2 separate regions of the Rattus norvegicus genome follow, and region 2 is linked to region 1. Evidence: chromatin contacts called from public Hi-C data. All regions are on one chromosome and are shown on one strand. The core of a region is the stretch at or near the end of the contact, and the rest is flanking DNA. Distances in the headings are between cores, read along the strand shown. Region 1 overlaps Hk2 (hexokinase 2). Region 2 holds the start of Hk2 (hexokinase 2).

The links. A called contact is a pair of places that touch in the nucleus more often than the background predicts.
Region 2: a contact with region 1 is called in a Hi-C map of the A7r5 cell line, with 2.9 times the contacts expected there. The contact joins the promoter of Hk2 here to the enhancer-like site in region 1. A contact is called at or near these places in 5 of 12 Hi-C or Micro-C datasets (the A7r5 cell line, the Rat2 cell line, Schwann cells and 2 more).

What each region holds. Positions count from the first base shown.
Region 1 is chr4:116,803,325-116,807,846 of GRCr8, forward strand. Hk2 (hexokinase 2) reads right to left here. Exons shown (of 18, transcript NM_012735.2): 7 at 4,435-4,522; 8 at 1,201-1,356; 9 at 1-15. Among named protein-coding and RNA genes, the nearest start is that of Hk2, 36 kb to the right of the region's middle. Within about 2 kb of position 2,062, at least 14 of the 93 cell types and tissues checked have an H3K27ac peak or open chromatin away from gene starts, as enhancers often do. A contact at or near this core is called in the A7r5 cell line, where this site is marked.
Region 2 is chr4:116,838,623-116,843,144 of GRCr8, forward strand. It overlaps Hk2 (hexokinase 2), which reads right to left and starts at 2,653. Exons shown (of 18, transcript NM_012735.2): 1 at 2,395-2,653. The coding sequence starts at 2,457.

The DNA.
Region 1 (4,522 bases), core at 812-3,311:
ATTCCATCCTTATCCCTGGGAAACAGACAGGGTGTGAGCCATGCTGAATTCACTGTGGCCAGTGGGAGGGGCTGTGGGCTGGCAAGGGAGTCCCTCGGTTCTAGCAAAGTCATCCTTCCAGGGAGAGCTGACTACACAGTAATTCAAGGCTCCTCTCCCAGACCACCCACACACGCACACAGGCATACGCACACAGAGGGAGGTCTGGTTTCTGTAGGTGCTCTTGTTTCCCACAAGGAAAACCTTGCAGTTCCTTTGTGTGTACCTTAGAAAGACAAGACCCTGTTTTCCCTGCTGCACATGCTGAGTAAGAGAACGTGTGGGTGTGGGTTCCTGCTCACTGCAACTCAGCTGCCGGCCACCACTGAGTACTTCAATTCAGTGTGAGCCCCACCTGCTGCACTCTAGAAAGGCAAAAGCCAGTCTGTCTGAAGACATTGGGAAAGGGCTGGAGGTAGGGCCTGAGCCTCTCCTTGAGGAGCCCCATGCCTCTATAACACGGGCCTTCATCTCCCTTTGGGCTTAACAAAGAGCAGGCAGAACTGCTCCAAGGGTCCTCGTTAGCAAAGTCCTTTGAACTATTTCATTGGCCTTCTTTGCCTAAAACTACTTCCTCTCTCCATCACGTCCCTGAAACTCTAAGACCCCCTCAATCAAGTAGAAATCTGAAGCTCAGAACAGCAGACCTAAATCTTTGCAACACTGTTTGGTGATGTCGTTGGCAAGCACAAGAACCTGAGTTCAATCCCCACAATTTATGCTATATAAAAAAGATTCAGATGTGGTTTGTCTCTAATCCCAGAGCACTGGGGAGGTGGGGACCAGTAGATCCTTGGAGGCTCATTGGTCAGTTAGCCTAGCTTCCTTAGTAAACTCCAGGCTAGTGAGAAAGTCTGTCTTCAAGGTAGACATTGCAGGGCTGGAGAGATGGCTCACAGGTTAAGAGCACCAACGGGAGTTCAATTCCCAGCAACCACATGGTGGCTCACAACCATCTGCAATGGGATCTGATGCCCTCTTCTGGTGTGTCTGAAGACAGCTGCATGAAAGAGATACATCTAAGAGAAAAAAAAAAAAAAAGGCAGAACACATACCCACACACGAATACACAGGCACACAGAGGCACACACAGAACTCCAAACCAAGCCCCTCATTTCCCTCCCCGGTTCCTGCCCTGCTCATGGAGACTTAGAAGCTTACTCTTCAATATCCGAGACATCTTTGGTCTCGAAGGAGCCAGTGGTAAGGAGTTCTGGGCTGAGTTTCCCTTGGAACAACAGCTCTGCCTTGGCCATCTTCACCAGGATGAGCCTGACCAGCTCCCCCATGTACATCCCGCTAATCATCTTCTCAAACCTGCAGAGACACCAGTGACACCCCACCATCAACAGATGCACAGCCTCTCTCCTCCAGAGGGCACACATGCGACACACAAAACCTCAAACCAACCTGGGTGGTAGTGAGACTCTGTCTCAAGGGGGAAAAAAAACAAACCCAGTAATAATAGTAACATCATAGATTCCCAATAGGAAACAAGATGGCTATAATTCCCACTCATCCCACCGACATTGCCTTCACCGATTTGTGAATTCAAGAAAATGTGTGGTAAGAGCCTGGACAGAGTCTGGGAGGTGGTAGTTCATGCCTTTAATCCCAGCACTTGGGAGGCAGAGGCAGGTGGATCTCTATTAGCGCAAGTCTAGCGTTGTCTAAAAAAAAAAAAAAAGTAACCGGATAGAGACTGGGGTAAAGTTCCAGGGCAGGCTAAAAGAGAGCTCAAGAATCTGGTGAACACGTTGAGAACCAAAGAAAGAAATCAACGCCAGCACTTAAGGAAGTCCAGTAATTTAATTTCCCACCACTAGGTGGCACTGTTTTCTTTAGCGATTACTAAAGCCTCGGCCCACGTGACAGAAGAAACCGAGCCCTTCGGATTATCTTCTAGGTAAAGAAAGCCCCTTGATGTCTCATAAAGGAGCGGAGTCTAGAAGACAGGAAGCATGTACTAACTAGGACAGGGCTGTGTACTAACTAGGATGGGCCATGCCACCCAGGAGGCCCAGCAGGGGTGTGGCACAGAAAGAATGCCTAGCAGGAACTGAAAACCAGCAGGATGTGACTTGCTCAGAGCCAGGCTAAAGGAGCACTGGCAGCGTTCCAGACTCCAGCTATGCCAACATTTGGGAGGCCGAGGCAGGAGGACAATTGGAGAAATGGTTAAGAGTGAGTACCACTCTGGCAGAACAAAATTTGATTCCCAGCACCCAGGACTACATGTATGTAATTCTAGTGTCAGAGGATCCAGCGCCCTCTTCTGGCCTCCCCAGCAGTAGGCATACATGCGCACAGTGCACTTAATACAAAAAAGAAAAAAAAGGACCAAAACCCAAAAATAAATAAAAGGAAAAAAAAAACAAAACAAAACAATCAAGTTCATCTCAGCAAGTCCAAAGTCAGCTTAGCCCGCATGAGAAACTGTCTCAAAGACCAAAAAACCCAAAGCTCTAACATAGCAGTTGCTCCTGGTGACCAGCAGCCTGGCTTCAGCACTGTAGATTTCCACTGTCTACACCACGCTGTCAACAAGACGGCCTCATGGTAGCTGAGGAATGGTCCTTCATCAGTGGCTCTTCACAACAGGACTGTCCAGCAGGACTTGAGGGTCACCCCAGAGGGCAGTTTGGAAGACTACAGTCCAATCACTGTCAGCCATCGATGGCGAGCCCCTACTGATGCTCCCAGGGACCCCTGGCTCCTAACCACTGTGGGATTCATGATGTGGGTTCATCCCACCAAGGGAAGCAGGCACCAGTGAATGGCTTTTCAGCTGACCTCTCGGCACCCACAGAGACACAACCACATGATCCTAAAGAAAGTGCAAGTGCACAGAGTCGCATTTCAACATGGAGAAGCCTGTGACTCTAAGAAAGGCTACCCACCTCTGCCCCAGTGTGGAGAGCTAGCTGGGTTCTCTGGGCTCCTTTTCCCAATAGAGATCAGAGCTAAGTTTTTCTAAAACACTCACAGCACCAAGAGGACCACAGAAATAAATGACACATTGCTCAAAAACGGTTTTGCAACTGCCCTTGGCCCTTGCAGCAGCCACCAATGCTGTTTCAAGATCTTCCACAGAGGAGCAGTTCAGCAAATTTTGAGAAAAGAAGGTTGTGTAAGGGTCAAAAGGAGGGCCAGAGGGGCTGCTCTTGCAAAGAACCCAGAGCAGACACTCAGCACCCATATGGTGGTTCACAATTATGTGTGACTCCAGTTCCAGGGGATACAATGCCCTCTTCAGATCTCCAGTCACTGAGTACACAAATGGTACACACACGGCAAAACACTCACACATAAAAAGAAATGAATAGGGCTGGAGAGATGGCTCAGTGGTTAAGAGCACTGACTGCTCTTCTGAGGTCCTGAGTTCAAATCCCAGCAACCACATGGTGGCTCACAACCATCTGTAATGGGATCTGATGCCCTCTTCTGGTGTGCCTAAAGACAGCCACGGTATACTTATATATAATGAATAAAATAAATCTTTTTAAAAAAAGAATAAATCTAATTTAAAAAGAAGAAATACAAAGTCTTAAAAAAAAAAAAAGTCAAAAGTAACAAAAATAAGGCTGTGGCACATAAGATCCAGGGTGCAAAATGCTAAGCTTTCACCTCCAATTTTCCCTGGGTCATAACTGGGCCAGAGACCTAGTGTGATTGAAGAGAAGCCCTGGGACTCTGAATAAGCAGCAATTAAAAAAAAAGTCAACACTGGGCAGCGTATCTTTAATCCCAGCACTTAGGAAGAAGCAGAAGCACGTGAGTCTCTGTGCGTTTGAATCTGGGTTTCATCTACATAGTCAGCTCCAGGCCACCATAAACTAAACAGTGAGACCCTGTCTCAAACCCAACAAAACACCAAATCAAGGCCAGGTTTGTAGCTCAGTTGGTAGTGTTTGCCTGGGTTCAATTCCCGTCATCAGATAATATCAGCTGCTGCAATCTTGGCGTCCAGGCATCAATGGGCCGAAAGCCATGAAACAGTGCCTTCTTTTAAGAGCCTCATCTTGCCAGACAGTGGTGGCACATACCTTTAATCCCAGTACTTGGGAGGCAGAGGCAGCAGATCTCTGAGTTCGAGGCCAGTTTGGTCTACAGAGTTAAGTTCCAGAACATCCAGGACTACACAGAGAGCTGCTGACCAAGACTCTGTATTGGGGAAGAACCCAAGCAAAAATGTGACCATCTTGATGGGCGGTGTGGTTTATCTGCTTCTCTCTCCTTTCAGCCCCGTTGCAGTCTTATGATCATGACCAGTCCCACAACTAGTGAGTGTGCCTCCACAACCCGTCGGGGAGAATGCGAAGGAAGCCCTTGCTGTGGCAGTCCCCCACACCCCACACCCCACACCCCACCCACCCACAGAAGGATGCCACTTACAGCTGCTTCCCAGGGTTCAGCGAGCCCATGTCGATCTCTCGGTCAAACTCGGTTCGGATGTCATTGAGTGTACCGTCGTCCCCAAAGG
Region 2 (4,522 bases), core at 1,403-3,902, 36 kb after region 1:
GGCTGGCGGTAGCTGGTTACTCCCTACAAGTTCCAAGTGCTAAGACTAGAATAAGATAACCTCAGAAAAGTCCCAATCAAAAACCAGGCATGGTGGTCACGCCTTTAACCCGGAGGCAGAGGAAAGTGCATCTCTCGAGTTCAAAGCTAACCTGGTCTACAGGTGAGTGTCCAGCCTGCCAGGGTTAGTGAGGAGTGGAGGTGGAGAGTGGTAGGTAGATCTGTGATCTGGTCTACATAGTTTGGCCTACACAGTGAGTTACTGAACAGCCAGACTCTGTAGAGAGACCTTGCCTCAAACCAAAACCAAAATGTAACCAATCGGTCCTAAACCAGAGTTTCTTTCATCTTTCCTAATTCTTCCGCAGCACAGAAACACTCCAGATATACTCTGTGTCTCTTCTCAAACTTCAGGGGGATCAAATAGCTTTGCACACCTAAGCCAGATCAGGGAGTCTAAACTGGGAGGCTAAATCCCTCCTGTGACACCTGGGTTTTTTTTTTAAGTTACAGGCCTGACTCAATTCTGCCCCTACTGGTAACTTAGAGGAAGTACATCCAAGTGTCCTGGTGTTGGGAGTGTAAAGAACCTAAAAGAACAAAAGGTTCAAATTGTGGTGTTCAGTCAGTCACCATAAAATGGGATGGGCACAGTCATCTGCATCTTGTAGGAATAGGCCTCCCAAGAGGCTCTGGGTCCTAAGGTGAACGAACCACAAGACAGGAGTTAGAACTCACTTCCAGAGACTCCCATGTCACTCCTAGGAACAGATGACTCCACCAAATGTCCCCTAGGAGTGTCTGTGGTGCTTCCACGGTTCCATCACCGGGAGAGAAAGTTCATAAAAAGAATTCAGACGTCCAAAAGGGAAATTCACTCTCCACAGGATTAAGGAGTCTTCCTCCACTTTGTGATTTAGGAATTGTCAAGATATGGTTGAATCAAGAATAGGGGGGAAAAAGAATAGATAAACCCCAATGGAGTCTGCAAAAATCGAGCCAACCTAAAGGCAAATTTCTAAACCTTATTAAAGTGCAGGATCACATTCCAAGATACTAGAGAAACTCAAATTAATCAGGTGCCTCTCTTAAATCTGGAGGTTCATCTGCCAGGACCTTGGAAACATCAAAGACAACCTATCATCCTGTCCCACGCACTCAGGACCATGAGAAAGAGGGTGGGAGGGCTAGAACGTGGTCAAGGCACTTTCTCTAAAATCTGTTCTTGTTAGACACTAATTTTAAATGTGTAACTGAGCAACGGTTCGCAGCAATTCTAACACAAACCTCTGGACAGCAGCCCCCCTCCCCCGGCCCCCGCCCCATACTAGACCATTCCCTCTCTTAAATCCTGGACTAGGGCCCAGGACAGGAACCAATCCCGTAATCCTGGGTATTTTAGAAACTCAATTCTCCCGGGAGTTAGAGCGCTCGGGGCCTGGCTCCGATCCACCCCCACCTCCCTAGCCTGAAGCCGAATGTGAGGCTCCAAGCAGGGCCCGAGGCTCTTTCTTATGTAAATGACGCTCCCTGAGAGCTGGAGTTTGCCGGGACCGCAGAGTGAGGTGGGGCTCAGGAGGGTCAGAGCTATTAAAGGTTCATTTTCAGAGACCAAGAAAAAAAACAAAAACAAATTAAAAAAAAAAAAAGAAACTTTGGGAATCGTGGGGTGGGAAGGTGAGTCCACTCCGTGTAACTTTTAGTAGCAAATCAGAAAATACTACCCAAAATCCGCCCCCAACTCGGAGGCCAGACACGGGGACGAGAGGCGGGGCGGTCCCCAGGAAGGTCTGCTGTGAGGGGGCGCCCCTTTCGAGCCTCAGTTCCGGGCAGTTCAGTTCCGGGGAGGGGGCGCGGCAGGCCGGTCTTTCTGCGCCCTTTCCCGCTCCTTCCTGGGTGGCTCTCTCCCCCACGCCACCCCCGATCCACCTCCAAGGGGCGCCACGAGGAACCCATGGCCTCTCCAACGCATCCTTAAGTTTAAGAGGGCCGGGCCTCAGCTGCTACACGCTTCCACCCCGCCTCCTCCCCTACGCTGGATCCTTCCCCACGTGCTCCTTCCGGAACTCGGGCTGCAGAAGGGGGCTCCTCCCACGTGGGCGCAGCAGTCTCAGACTACGTGCAGGGCGGCCGGCCCGTCTAGAAATTAGGGGCTTTAAGGGTGGGGAGGATGCTCGCGGATCCCGGGAAAGTGGGAGTATCGGTGATGCGCGGCCGGGCCACGAGGGTGCCTAGCAGACGTGGTTTCTGGCGCTCAGGACTTTCCCAGCTACTCAGACTGGTTCCACGTCCCCAGCCCCGGAGGAGGAAGCAGGTCCTCTGCGTGCTCCAGATTCCCGGAGAGCACGCAACTTGGTCCGAAGCGAGCCAGCAGCTCCCGCCCGTGCCGACTTACCTTCTGCACTTGGTTTTGGTTGAGCTCCGTGAATAAGCAGGCGATCATATGCGAGGCGATCATCCTGCTGCGGCGAGTCGGGGTCGAGTAGAGAAACCGAGGCTCGAGCGCTACCGGTGGAGCGGGCAGAGCAGTTCGACCGCTTTGAAACCAGGCCCGGGTGTCCGGCTGGGATCGGAGACTCCAGGAGCCACACAAAGAAGCTTAACCACGATGGCTCACCAGCTGAGGGCCTCGCGTTTCCAGAAACAGGTTTTCCTCCTTTTTTCTTTTCCTTTTTTTTTTTTTTTTTAAGTCACAACTACTAGAAGGCACCTAAGTCTCACTCCTGCCGACCGGTCTAGTTGCTCAGCGTCCCGTCGCTAACTTCGCCCACGGGATCCGTAAGGCTCAACTTCGCAAAAATGACAGTTCTGTTCCTCTCGGGCGATCGCACCTTATCAGAGTCACTGGAGTGATGCTCCTGCCTTCGGGTCTCCTAAGCGGGATAACTCCGTGTAGCCTGTGGTGTCCTGAGACTCTAGCACTGGAGTTGGTGCAACAATGTGGCTTATTGAGGGGCTGCCGGCTCTTTGGGCCGCCCAAGACAGTGACGTGGGCGCGCTCATTGGCTGCGGGAAGAGGGTGTGTGCGCTCTCCGGCTGCCCGCCCGCAGTCCACAGCCAATCAGCGCCCAGAGCCCGCGGGCGCGGCTGCTCCAGCACCCAAGCAGGCGGCGGGAGAGACGCGCCCGAGGCTAGGGGCGGAGCCGGGCGCCAGAGTTGGGACGTGTGTTCCGTGGCTAGAGCCCGGGACTCCAGGGCGCATGAGCCACCGCCGCGTCAGGCTGGGCTTCGGGTGGGGGGCGCGTGATCACGGACCCAAGAGATGTTGGGAGACTGGAAAGACAAGTGATCCTAGCAGCACACGCCACAATCTGGTATCTGAGGATCATGTGAGGGGCCGCCAGTGCCCTGTCACAAGTCTGAAGCACCTTGATTCTCATCCTAATTGTGGCTCAACGAGTCTGCAGATCCCTGAAGCAAAGCCATTACAAAAGTCAGCCCTTCGTAATCGTCACACCTATAGCATATGTTTTACAAATTAGGGAACTAGGCACTGTGCTGTTAATGAGCTTTGCCCAAGGTCACATCGCCAACAAGTGGTAGGTGAAGACAGAACACGTCTCACTCTGAAATGCAATCTCCCCACCCTGGTATATTATCCCGCCTTTCTTGAAGCCAGGAAAGTAAAAGGCTGGAGAGAAACCTTGTCAGGAGCTAGGACTGATAGGCGGGAGGAGAAAGTGCATGTGTAACTGCTTGGCTCAAGTGGTGTGAATTGGTTTATAGAGGCTGAGAAGAGCCCACCTCTACCTCAGCTCACGCCTGACACCAGACTCTTAAGTTCACATAGATGAGTAGACGCCAGCGATATTGAAGTAGCACCTCAAATGGCATGAGGTTGTTGCTGGTGGAGAATGGGAAACCTGGGAGTTGGAAAGTTACATGGAAAGAAGACAGGGCCTACCATTTCCAAACAGTCTCGCTCCCCAAGCTCTCTCCCCACCTCTGGAGTGGCATGGGCCACTACTGGAGATCAAAGCACTCTGCCGACTGAAGTACACCCCAGCCCACGTTGCTCTGCTGGGCCGCTTCTACCATGTTCTCTGGTGTGGTTCATCTATTCCCTCGATGGGCGATTCCTCCCAGCACTGTCGACAGCAGTTACACCATCTGCACACAGGTACTCACAAACCTAATCTACAAAGCAAGAACTTTCCCCCAGGGCTTCTAACTTTCTTAGCCAGCTATGGTTTGTCATCCCAGCAGAGGTGACTAGCACCTCACACTTAACATGTACTAAGCTGAACTTCTTAGGTTTTTTTTTTCCTTTACCAGTTGTCTCCACAAATGACATCACCATCCATGGTGTCTTCCTGCCACCTGCTCTTACAACTATCCACTCCATCGGGGAGCAGTTAGTCTAACTGCAAATCAAAAAGGCCAGACCCTCATGGCCAGGCCATCGATGACTCCACCCGAGTCCGTGTAATGTCACTTAGCTGCCATTTTTAGCTACCTCTAGTTTGACCACCATGAGCCCTCTTACTCAAGAGCTAAAGAGACTTGTTTAAAATACAAGCCAG